Regions from separate parts of the Cricetulus griseus genome. Here region 1 is linked to region 2. Evidence: chromatin contacts called from public Hi-C data. All regions are on one chromosome and are shown on one strand. Each heading gives the region's core, a stretch centred on a gene start, on an enhancer-like site or on the middle of the called end of the contact. The rest is flanking DNA. Distances are from core to core; before and after follow the strand shown.

Region 1 (5,117 bases), core at 2,399-4,898, 340 kb after region 2:
TTCTTCTCCAAGCTGCGTAGAACGTGGGAGGCCAGGAGCTGCGTGGCCAGGGGGACTTTGCAGAGGATTACAGAGCTTCTGTGGTGTGTGCCTCGGCTGAGGTCTGCTACAGCTGACATCTACCTCCCTCTCTACCGGCTTCTCATCCCTCAGATCCGTGCTGGGGCCACGGCGTGCATGCTGCACACTGTGACTCCAATAGAAACTATATATGTTCTCTTACAGGCTGGTCACATAAACACAGCTTTGCTTTTGTATGCAGACCATACCCCTAAAACATGACTGAACAGTCTTGTTCAGAAAAGCCTTTCTCTGCCACTCTCAGTGTATGGGTGTGGGGTGGCGCCATTCTGTGTACAGCCATGGGGTAGGCATGTGATCTCTTTGCACCAAAGCCCAGTCAATACGGCTGGGTGCTATGTTGGTATTTGGTCACATTTCTCATGAATTTGGGCCATAGTTTTCTTCAATGTAAAATGGGGCTATTGATAACATTTACCAATCACAGGTTGTCTCAGTTAGTTCCAGACTCAAGGTGCTGCATAACAAAAGATCCCCACACTCAGTGGCCCCTACAACCATCCTTCATCATCATAGCCCCCTCTGCCCAGGGCTGGGCTTCAGTGATCATTCCGTGTCACCTGCTTCTCACCCTGAAAGGTTCTATGCATGGGGTCAAGGTGTGTTATGTTGCACACTGTGACATAGGTGGAGACTATACAAAGTCTCTTAAGGACTAGACAAACATAGCACTCATTGCTTCTGTGAGCAGACTGTTCCCCTAACATGAGAGGTAGGAACCTCACCATTTTGTGAATGAAGAGTTGGGTCCACAGCAAGACACCTCTGTAGGGAGACACCGTAACCATGCCTCCTAAGGGCTGGCTACAGGTGTGCCTGACCACGCTTGTCAAGGTGTGATCAAGGTGAGGTCTGAATGACTCGGCATGGGCTCTTAAGGGACCACGGGCAGATGGGAGCTCCTCTTCTTCTTCACACCTCTGTGACTACCCTCATGCTAATTCAGTCAATGCCTGCACGGGGCAAGCATGTAGCCCCTGGTTATGTACATGCTGCACAGCAAGACATGAGGCATACTCCTCACTCAAATGTGACCTAGTGGGAACATGGCTGCTCTGTCCGCTGCTGCCCCAGCACCCACGGCACGGCCCAGGACAAGCCAGCTGCTTGGCAAGTACCAGATGGGAGACTCAGTGGCAGAAACCTCTTAATGGTCACAATTTATGCCTGCTCTGGTCCTCTATCTCTAGGGCGGATGACTGTCCATCTGTTCCCCGATGGACAGCGCAGCCAGAGCTCTTGTGGGGGAGAATGTCCTCACATTTTGGGGCAGACCCACTGCCGGAAGCCATGTGTGTTTAAGGCTTATGACCATGGAGCGCACGCAAACGCTCAACCCCCTTAATAAGATGCAATCTGCCACAGACCACCCTGAGGATGTGTGAGTAAGCTCACCTGGGACAGGACCAGCCTCCCTCACTGGCCTGCAAAGGCAGGAGCTAAATGTCTCCGTCACTGGGATTTGAGGTGACCGTTTGCCGATCAGTGTTCTGGAGGAGGTCTGCCAGCCAGGCTGTGGCTCATTGTCAGTGATTGCGTAACATTCATGAGGCCCCAGGTTCCATCCCAGCAGTGTAAAAAAAAATTGTGTGTTTCGGTGGGGAGGGGGGGTATGGCAAGTGCTTAAGATGGAAGCTTGGGAGTAGGAGAGCCCGAGCTGGAGTCTATAGGAGACACTCAGCATGGATGCTCAGGATGAGTGGTCACAGTAGAAGTGGGGAGGCCATCAGGAGTGGGGTGTGGAGAAATGGTGTCCCAAGATAACGAGATGGGTTAAAGGCCTGACTGGCAGGGCTGGCAGGGGGTATGGGGACTGAGCTAAGGCTGATGTTCAGGGCTGGGGACAAGATGTGTTGGGACCAGGCTATGTCAGTGGAGTGTACGGAGCGTGAGCAGATGTGCACCTGACAATGTCGCTGGGTGATACAACGTCAGCCAGATAAGTGATCTCACCAGGACACCACTCTGGAATCCTGCAGACCCTTAGCTACTCCACAGTGTAGACACCCCAGTCACAAAGTCACCACTGTCCTTCCAAGGCCGTGTGGCTCAGAGCAGTGACTTGGAGACTGATGTTGTCCAAGGACAAGCTACCAGCAGCCGCTCAGTTCCCCAGAGACAACACGGTGACAGGAAGGGGGACCCTACCATCTGGCAGCCTCTTGGGCTGCAGAAAACACACGGCCCCATCGAGAGCCAGGGCACCCAGGCCACCTTCATGGCTATAGCTGAGAGCGGGATGCAGAGGGCAGCCATATCCTCTACTTGCCATGTGAAGCACAGGCCCAGCTGGTCCCACCACAGACAAGACCCCTCCTCCTTCAGACCCAGCCATCATCGGCATCCATCACTTCTGAGACAGAAATGAAGCTGCAGCTGTATCACCGTCCCAGGATCAGTGATCCTGCTCTGAAAACAAACGTCAGTTTTATGCTTGATATATCTGTGACTTTGCCGTGACATTTCCGAGGCGGCAGGAGGCCGTTACTGGGTGACAACGTTCTATTCCACTGACATTATCTCTTAATTATAATATGCGAGCAACGTGGAAAGATGGCCCATAAATAGCTCATTTGGGGCTCTGCTCTGCCACAGGCACCGTGCTGTGAACTGAGGGGCTCGCAAATGAAGTGTGTGTGGGGGGGTGTGAATGGCTGCAGGGGCGGGTGGCTGCATGTCCTGACTCAATGACAGTGTGCTCAGCCACATGGGTGTCAGGAAGTGAGGCATCGACTGAGCTTCCACCAGTCTCCCCTGGGTGTCTCCGTTGTCACCCCTGTCACAACAGCTCGCCACCACCAATCCCGAGAAGGAGTTTAATGTCTGGCACCGAGGGACAGGCATTGATCTTTATTTTTTTTTTTCTTCTAGGAAATTAATTCTGTGAGGAATTGTAGCCCAGGCCTGAACTCAGAGAGACTCACTCGCCTCCCTGAAGAGTAGGTGCCACAGCCTGGTAGGAGAGGAGGTACCATTATCCAGAACCCCCCATGCTCCATGCAGCTACTCTGTCTACCCAGCTTCTGGGCCAGGCTGTCTTTCCTACCTGCCTGCTGCAAATCACCTGCAGTGTGGAAACCCTTGGCCGGAGAGTTTCTACTTCAGTCCCAGATTCAAGTTCTGCCACTAGGCAAGACAGGATGCCTGGAACCTTCTGTGTGACCAATAGCGGCATCTGCTGGTGATATGTAGTATCACAGGGCAGCGTGCCTGGGTCTGCCCCAGGTCACAGGGTCTGTGCCACATTCTGTGACACAGCTGAAAACCATTTCCAACTGTCCTTGGCATAATGTCCATGCAATGTCCCTCTCGCCCACCCTCATCTGGACCCTGAAGTGGGCGGGGCAGGAAGTGGCTTTCCTGTGAGCTGGACGTGGGCATGGCGTGGTCACAGAGCCTGGCCCAGGGAGACACAATGCCATCCAGCCTCCATTCACAGGGCTGGCCGCCCACCCCTGCCTACTTGCTTGCCAAAGCTGATGTCATGGGGAAACCATGTCCTGCCCGCAAACAGCTGCTGCCCACAGTCTAAGACCAGAGACCCAAGAGTTGCACAAAGCTGGGTCAGAGAGGCCTGTGTGACATCATTGGGTCTCTGGCTCCTCAAACAGAAGACATTCCTGTGGCCCAGCAGAGGGCAGATGGTAGCCATAGACACAGAGGGAAACCAGAGAGGCCACTGTGCTGTGTCTATCAGCTTACAAGTCCTTGCCCTACACTAGGCCTTGCCTATCCATCTGAGGAGATGAGGTTGCAGGGGAGGGGTAAGGGTAGGGTGAAGTGGGGGAGGGGTGGCTTGGGTATGGAGTCCCATATCCTAAGTGAGCGAGGCAGGTGACAAGAAGATGAGAGAAATGGGCATAGTGGCCACACTGCAGAGACCTTCCTGCCTCCTACATGCTCCTCTAACCCTCTTTGTGCAAGCTGTGACCCCCAAAGCACATGGCCTGGAATGGCTCAAACCTGACTCCAGGATGGTACCATTTGTTGCCCCCAGCACCTCACTCCTCTAGCCCAGCTCCCCAGACTTCAAAGTGGGACAGCTCCCTTGAAGTTATATACACAACCCCCCACATTCTAGGGAATCCTGCCCACTCTCTTGCTGTCTCGCTCCATCCTGTGGCAGGCTCCGGGAGCCAGGCATTATTTTTAGACATATGACTCTTCCTGCCCTGCCCACCACTTGCCACCTGTCTGGAACAAGCCTGGACTAGACAGGCCTGGGCTCTTACCTAGCAGCCTGGCCTGGTAAACGGCACTCCGTCTAGAACAGCAGTTCTCAACCCGTGGGTCACAACCCCTTTGGCAAATGTCTATCTCTGAAATTATTTACATTACAAGTCATAACAGTTAGAAAAATACAGTTATGGCAGAGCAGTGATGGCTCATGCCTTTAATCCCAGCAATTGGGAGGCAGAGGCAGGTGGATCTCTGAGTTTGAGGCCTGTCTGATCTACAGAGTGAGTTCTAGGACAGCCAGGACTACACAGAGAAACCCTGTCTTGAAACAACAACAACAACAAAAAAGAAAAATTACAGTTATGAAGTAGCAATAAAAATAATTTTATGGTTTGGGGCTACCACAACACCACAACATGAAGAACTGTATTAAAGGGTCTCATGCATGTTAGGAAGGCTGAGAACCACTGTGCTGGACACAACTGGGATGCATTTGGGCACCCGACCCTCTAATCTCTCTTCCTCCCCAGGCTTCTTCTTTTTTTTAAAAAAATTAATTTATTTATTATGTATACAGTGTTCTGCCTACAGGCCAGAAGAGGGCACCAGATTTCATCATAGATGGTTGTGAACCACCGTGTGGTTGCTGGGAATTGAACTCAGATCCTCTGGAAGAGCTTCCAGTGCTCTTAACATGTGAATCATCTCTCCAGCCCCTCCCCAGGCTTCTTGGGGTCTCCTGCCTCAGCACCTGTCATGCTTCCCGATCTGGGTGGGAATTCTCTCTGGGGTCCTGGGAACCACACAGCAGCACAGGGGGCATGTCTGGGTACTGCACATAAAGGAACAAGCCGGGA
Region 2 (4,943 bases), core at 2,209-4,708:
GACCTAGAGGACCATAAGAGGACAGAAGTGAAGTTCTGTGTCTCCTTAACTTAAAGAGCAGCTACAGCCTGGGACAGGGAAAGTTCCAGCATCTAGTAGTTAGAAGTGTGCCTCTGGGAGGGGTTTAGTCCTGCCCCAACTTAAGCCCTTACCTGTTGGGAAGAGTGAATGGGGGGGGGGGGCGACCGGGAGATCTTTGGTTGGAATATAAAATGAAATTAAAATAAATATTTTTAAAAAGAAGTGCCTCTTTGGGGTCTGGAGAAATGACTCAGTGGTTAAGTGCACTGGCTGCGTTTTTAGAGGTCCTGAGTTCAATTCCCAGCAACCGCATGGTGGCTCACAACCATCTATAATGAGATCTTGTGCCCTCTTCTGGTGGCAGGCATACATGCAGGCAGAACTATGTATATATAATAAATAAATCTTTAAAATACTATGCAATGAATATTTGTCACGAATGACTTGCTGTATACTATACTAGCCCCTCTCCTTTTGCCCCTGCTAATCAATCTTGTGGGTTCTGTCTTTCCGAGTTAGATGCAGACATTAGCCACTTCCCTAAAAATGCTTCAGCACACGTGTCATTTATAAGACCTTAGCATTTTTCATCTTCTCTTTGATGTGAAATGGACGTGCAATAAAATATGCAAATGTTAAATGCTGTATTCAGTGTGTTAAGGCACCCTGTGCTGGTGAGGTGGATGAGCAGGTGACCGTGCTTGCCGCCAAGCCTGACTGTTATCTCCATGCCTGGGACACACATGGTGGAAGCAGAGAACTGGTTCCCACAAGGTGTCCCCTGACCTCCACACACGTGCTGTGGCACATACACACATCCGTACTCATGTGCACACAACACTAAATACAACATCATTTTTAAAAAGACAAAGTAATCTGTCTGTGCAATTAATTCCAGACTTTTCCCCAGGCAACTCTGCTGTATTTTTCCCTATTATATGAACTTTATATGAATGGCATCATATTGAGCTAGGTGTGGTAGTGCCAGTCTATAATCCCAGCCTTTAGAAGGCTGAGGCAGGAAAGTCATGAGCTCAAGTCCAGCCTGAGCTTCAGAGAAGTTGGGGGCAGAGCAGAAAGAGAACCTGTTTTCAAAATTCACAAGTACTAGAATTGTAAGTCTTTTCACACATCATGCTTTTGTTGGTTACCCTGCTGGACATGAGCCCGCTCCTGTCATTGCCTAATGCCACTAACTAATCCATTCCCAGAGTGGGCACTTGGGAGCTGGCTTCCTTCTGGCCATTCTAAGTAGGCATCCTTGCAGAATTGTGTGCGGGCTTTACAGGCATCCATCAGTCAAGCTCTCCACAAGGTCCTTGGTTGTCACTTTGCTAATGTCTCTTTTAACCTAAATGTAAGAGAACTGACCAGATTCCCCTGTGGTGTTCATAGCCCCTGTGGCCCATCTAATATTGTCTCTGCCCCTGAGCCTTGTGACCTTACGGGTTCACAGCTGGGACATCCCTCTCACCACCCAGTTTCCAAGTGTCATGGCACTACCGTGTGCAGCCACCAGGGGGTGCTGATTCACTTTGTAAGATTTCAGCTCTCAAGTCTGCAAAGAAACACAATGTTCTAGCAGGAAGTAAGTCTTAAGATTTTTCCCCCTGGTGTTTCTTGTTCTGTAGTATTTAACAGTGGTGTTTGTTCAATGTCTACTGAATACCCACTGGGTCTCAGGCATTGTGCCACACACTGGGGGCGGCACAGAAACAGAAAGTGTGCTGCCTCTGGAAACCTCTGGCACAATAGGAGACACCAGGTGGGTGGCAGCTGCTGTGGGTACCATCCAAAAAGCAGTGATATCGGGGATGAGGGGAAGAATTCAGAAGGTTTTGGAACACAGATTTGTTTAGGGAGGCTGAAAAGGAGTGAGTCAAGAACTGAGAAATGTGGGCAGCATTCCTGTGGAATGGCCCTGAGGCTAGGGTTGTAGGGGAAACTCAGTGAGCAGAGGGTGTCCGTCCACACCCATTTGGGAGATTCACTGGGGTAGCACTGAATAATGACTGGAGATGAGCTCTGAACACTGAGGGAGTGGACAGGTGAGAATGACTTGTTCTGGAAATGTTCTTGGAGCACTCTTATTTTGAGAAATTCCTGGAATACTCTTATTTTGAAATGTTCTTGGAACATGCTTATCTTGAAGTTTGGTTTTTAAAAATACAGACCTTTTTCTGTAGGTTTTTAGGAATTATCTTGATTGCTTTTCCTGTTTCAGAAAAGCATCAACCCTGATGCTGGCTGAATCCCAAGGAGATTTTATTTGGCACCATTGTGATAAGGTCCAAACTCAACCCAAGAGAAGTGGGTCCCCTTTGGATTCTGTGTAGGTGGCTGGGGAGCAGAGAGAGGGGTCAGTGTATAGAAAACCCTCAGGAGAAGCAGCCTGGCTGGGGAATTTCTGCTGAAGGTGGGCAGGACCACCAAGCATCACAGAGGGGGAGGGAAAGTCCCTTTGCTGGGACCTCGCCAGACTCTTACCCTATGACAGACTGCTGTTGGTTTCTTTCAGAAGGCCTCTCTTCCTGCCTGAGGGGTAAATTGTATCTTTGTGGTTGGCACTTTTCTGTTCTTCTCAGAGACAGAATCTCCCTCTGTGGCTCAACTTCAAATCTGTGATCCTTCTGCCTCAGGTGTGTGCCACTACACCCAAGTCCTAAATTATTTTCTTGCCTTTTTTATTTATGTTTAGATGTATATGTGCATGCACATGCACGTGCAGGAGTCCAGGGAGGCCAGAAGAGGGCGCTGGATTCCCTGGAGCTGGAGTTCCAGGCGATTGTGAGCTGCCAGATGGGGGAGGGGTGGGGAGCTGGGAACCAAACTCAATTCCTCTACAAGAACATCAAATGCTTCTAACCACTGTGTCGCCACTCCAGACCACCTACACATTCTTGAGATCAAACACCAGCCGCCAAAGTGTGACTCATAAAAGTAAATGAAGTGGCCGGCAAATGACTTCAGCAAGCTTTTATTTATTTGTTTGTTTTTGTTTTTTTCGAGACAGGGTTTCTCTGTGGCTTTTGAGGCTGTCCTGGAACTAGCTCTTATAGACCAGGCTGGTCTTGAACTCACAGAGATCCGCCTGCCTCTGCCTTCCGAGTGCTGGGGTTAAAGGCGTACACAACCACCACCCGGCTCAGCAAGCTTTTGTTTCCACCTTTGCTGAAATAATAGTGTTAGTCACTCAAAATAGATTTCCAGAATAAACAAAACCAGGAAGTACTTTCAGGCCTGCTAGTTAACAAGCTGGTTTGCTTAAGTCCACAGTGACTGACATAAGTAAGCATTACCCTCCCTGCTCTATTAAGTTTAAGGTCAAATGTTTCCTTAAAATAAAAAAAACTCCTTTTCATCAGTGAAGGGCAGCCCAGCTCCTCCTGCCCAGGGTTTGAATCCAGCATCCTGGCAGAATAGATAAAAGACTCTAGTTTCCCTCACTACGAAACAAGGATAATAATAGTGCCATTCACAGCATGGGCCAAGCAAACATGTGCCAGGCCTGGGCACAGTTCCCAAATGCTGCTCCAGTTGGCATCATCTCGTCATGAGTTTGCTTATAGAAGACTAAGGGCAGTTCATTCCTATTTGTAAATCAGAAGGGACATCTTCACATCTCACGCTCTCCTGTGAAGCTTTGGCGGAGATACTCTTGCATTGCTTGGTTAAAGGTGAGTCTATAGCACCTGTACTGTCCAAAGGCCCTACCACTGCTGTATCCAGCTTTGAAAGACCCCCTGTCCCTCCCTTGTCACTGTGGACACTGGCAACAAAGCAAGATGGGCAAACCTAGGAGAGGATGGTTGCCAAGCCTGAGGACCCAAGTCCAATCCCTGGGACCTATACGGTGGAAGGAGAGAAACTTCTCTCACAAGTTGTTCTCAGACATCCATGCATGTGCCATAGCAAACGTACAGGTGGGGAACATTTACAACTAGGAAACAGGCTCGCTCTGCCCCATTGCACATGGGGAGATGACTGGAGATGAGGATGGGGTTGGGGCTGGCCACTATGGCCCTGAGCAGCTGCCAGAAGCCATGGGCCTTGGTTCTGTGAGCACTTTCTGTCTCCTGGCACAGCAGTCCTGGTGGTCCTGCGGGGTTGTGCTTCGCTCCAAGTATTGTGTTCCGCCTTTGCCATTCCACTGGTCTTTAAAACTTCTACAGATTTTATTTTATTTTATTTTTTGGTTTTTCGAGACAGGGTTTCTCTGTGTAGCTTTGGAGCCCATCCTGGCACTCGCTCTGGAGACCAGGCTGGCCTCGAACTCACAGAGATCCACCTGCCTCTGCCTCCAGAGTGCTGGGATTAAAGGCATGTTCCACCAATGCCTGGCTATGTTTTGGGGTTTTTTTTGAGACACAATCTTATTCCATAGTCCTGGCCAGGCTTGAACTCACAGCAATCCTATCTCCATATCACAAGTGTTGGGATTACAGACGTGAAATGGCCCCTGAATTAACTTGGTTTTTGTTTTGTTTTTTAATGTGTATGAGTGTTGTATGTATGCAGACATATGTGTCTGTACACCATGCATATGCCTAATGGTGCTCAGAGACCAGAGAAGGGTAGCAGATCCCCTAGAACTGGAGTTATAGATAGTCGTGAGCCATCATTTGAGTGCTGGAAATCAAACCTGGGCCCTCTGCAAGAGCAGCCAGTGTTTTTAACCACCGAGTCATCTTTCTAGACCCTGGGTTAACTTTGAATTTTATGATTAAGTAAGCAAATATCTAAAGATATATCTACTGTCTGGAGGTATTTTAATGCCTAATAACAGTCAAAATCAATGAAATATTTTAAATTTCATGTCACAGAAATTCAAAATTCATTTTGTTAATTGAAGCTTTCAGGTGATGTCTTTACTCCCAGTACTTGGGAGACAGAGGCAGGCGTATTGTTGAGTTTCAGAACAG

Evidence for each region. A called contact is a pair of places that touch in the nucleus more often than the background predicts.
Region 1: a contact with region 2 is called in a Hi-C map of liver, with 5 times the contacts expected there. The contact joins two enhancer-like sites. A contact is called at or near these places in 7 of 8 Hi-C or Micro-C datasets (the CHK-Q cell line, the CHL-YN cell line, the CHO-K1 cell line and 3 more).

What each region holds. Positions count from the first base shown.
Region 1 is chr4:104,880,138-104,885,254 of CriGri-PICRH-1.0, forward strand. No RefSeq gene overlaps it. Among named protein-coding and RNA genes, the nearest start is that of Ncor2, 76 kb to the left of the region's middle. Within about 2 kb of position 3,649, at least 4 of the 6 cell types and tissues checked have open chromatin away from gene starts, as enhancers often do.
Region 2 is chr4:104,535,608-104,540,550 of CriGri-PICRH-1.0, forward strand. No RefSeq gene overlaps it. Among named protein-coding and RNA genes, the nearest start is that of Ccdc92, 36 kb to the left of the region's middle. Within about 2 kb of position 3,459, at least 1 of the 6 cell types and tissues checked has open chromatin away from gene starts, as enhancers often do.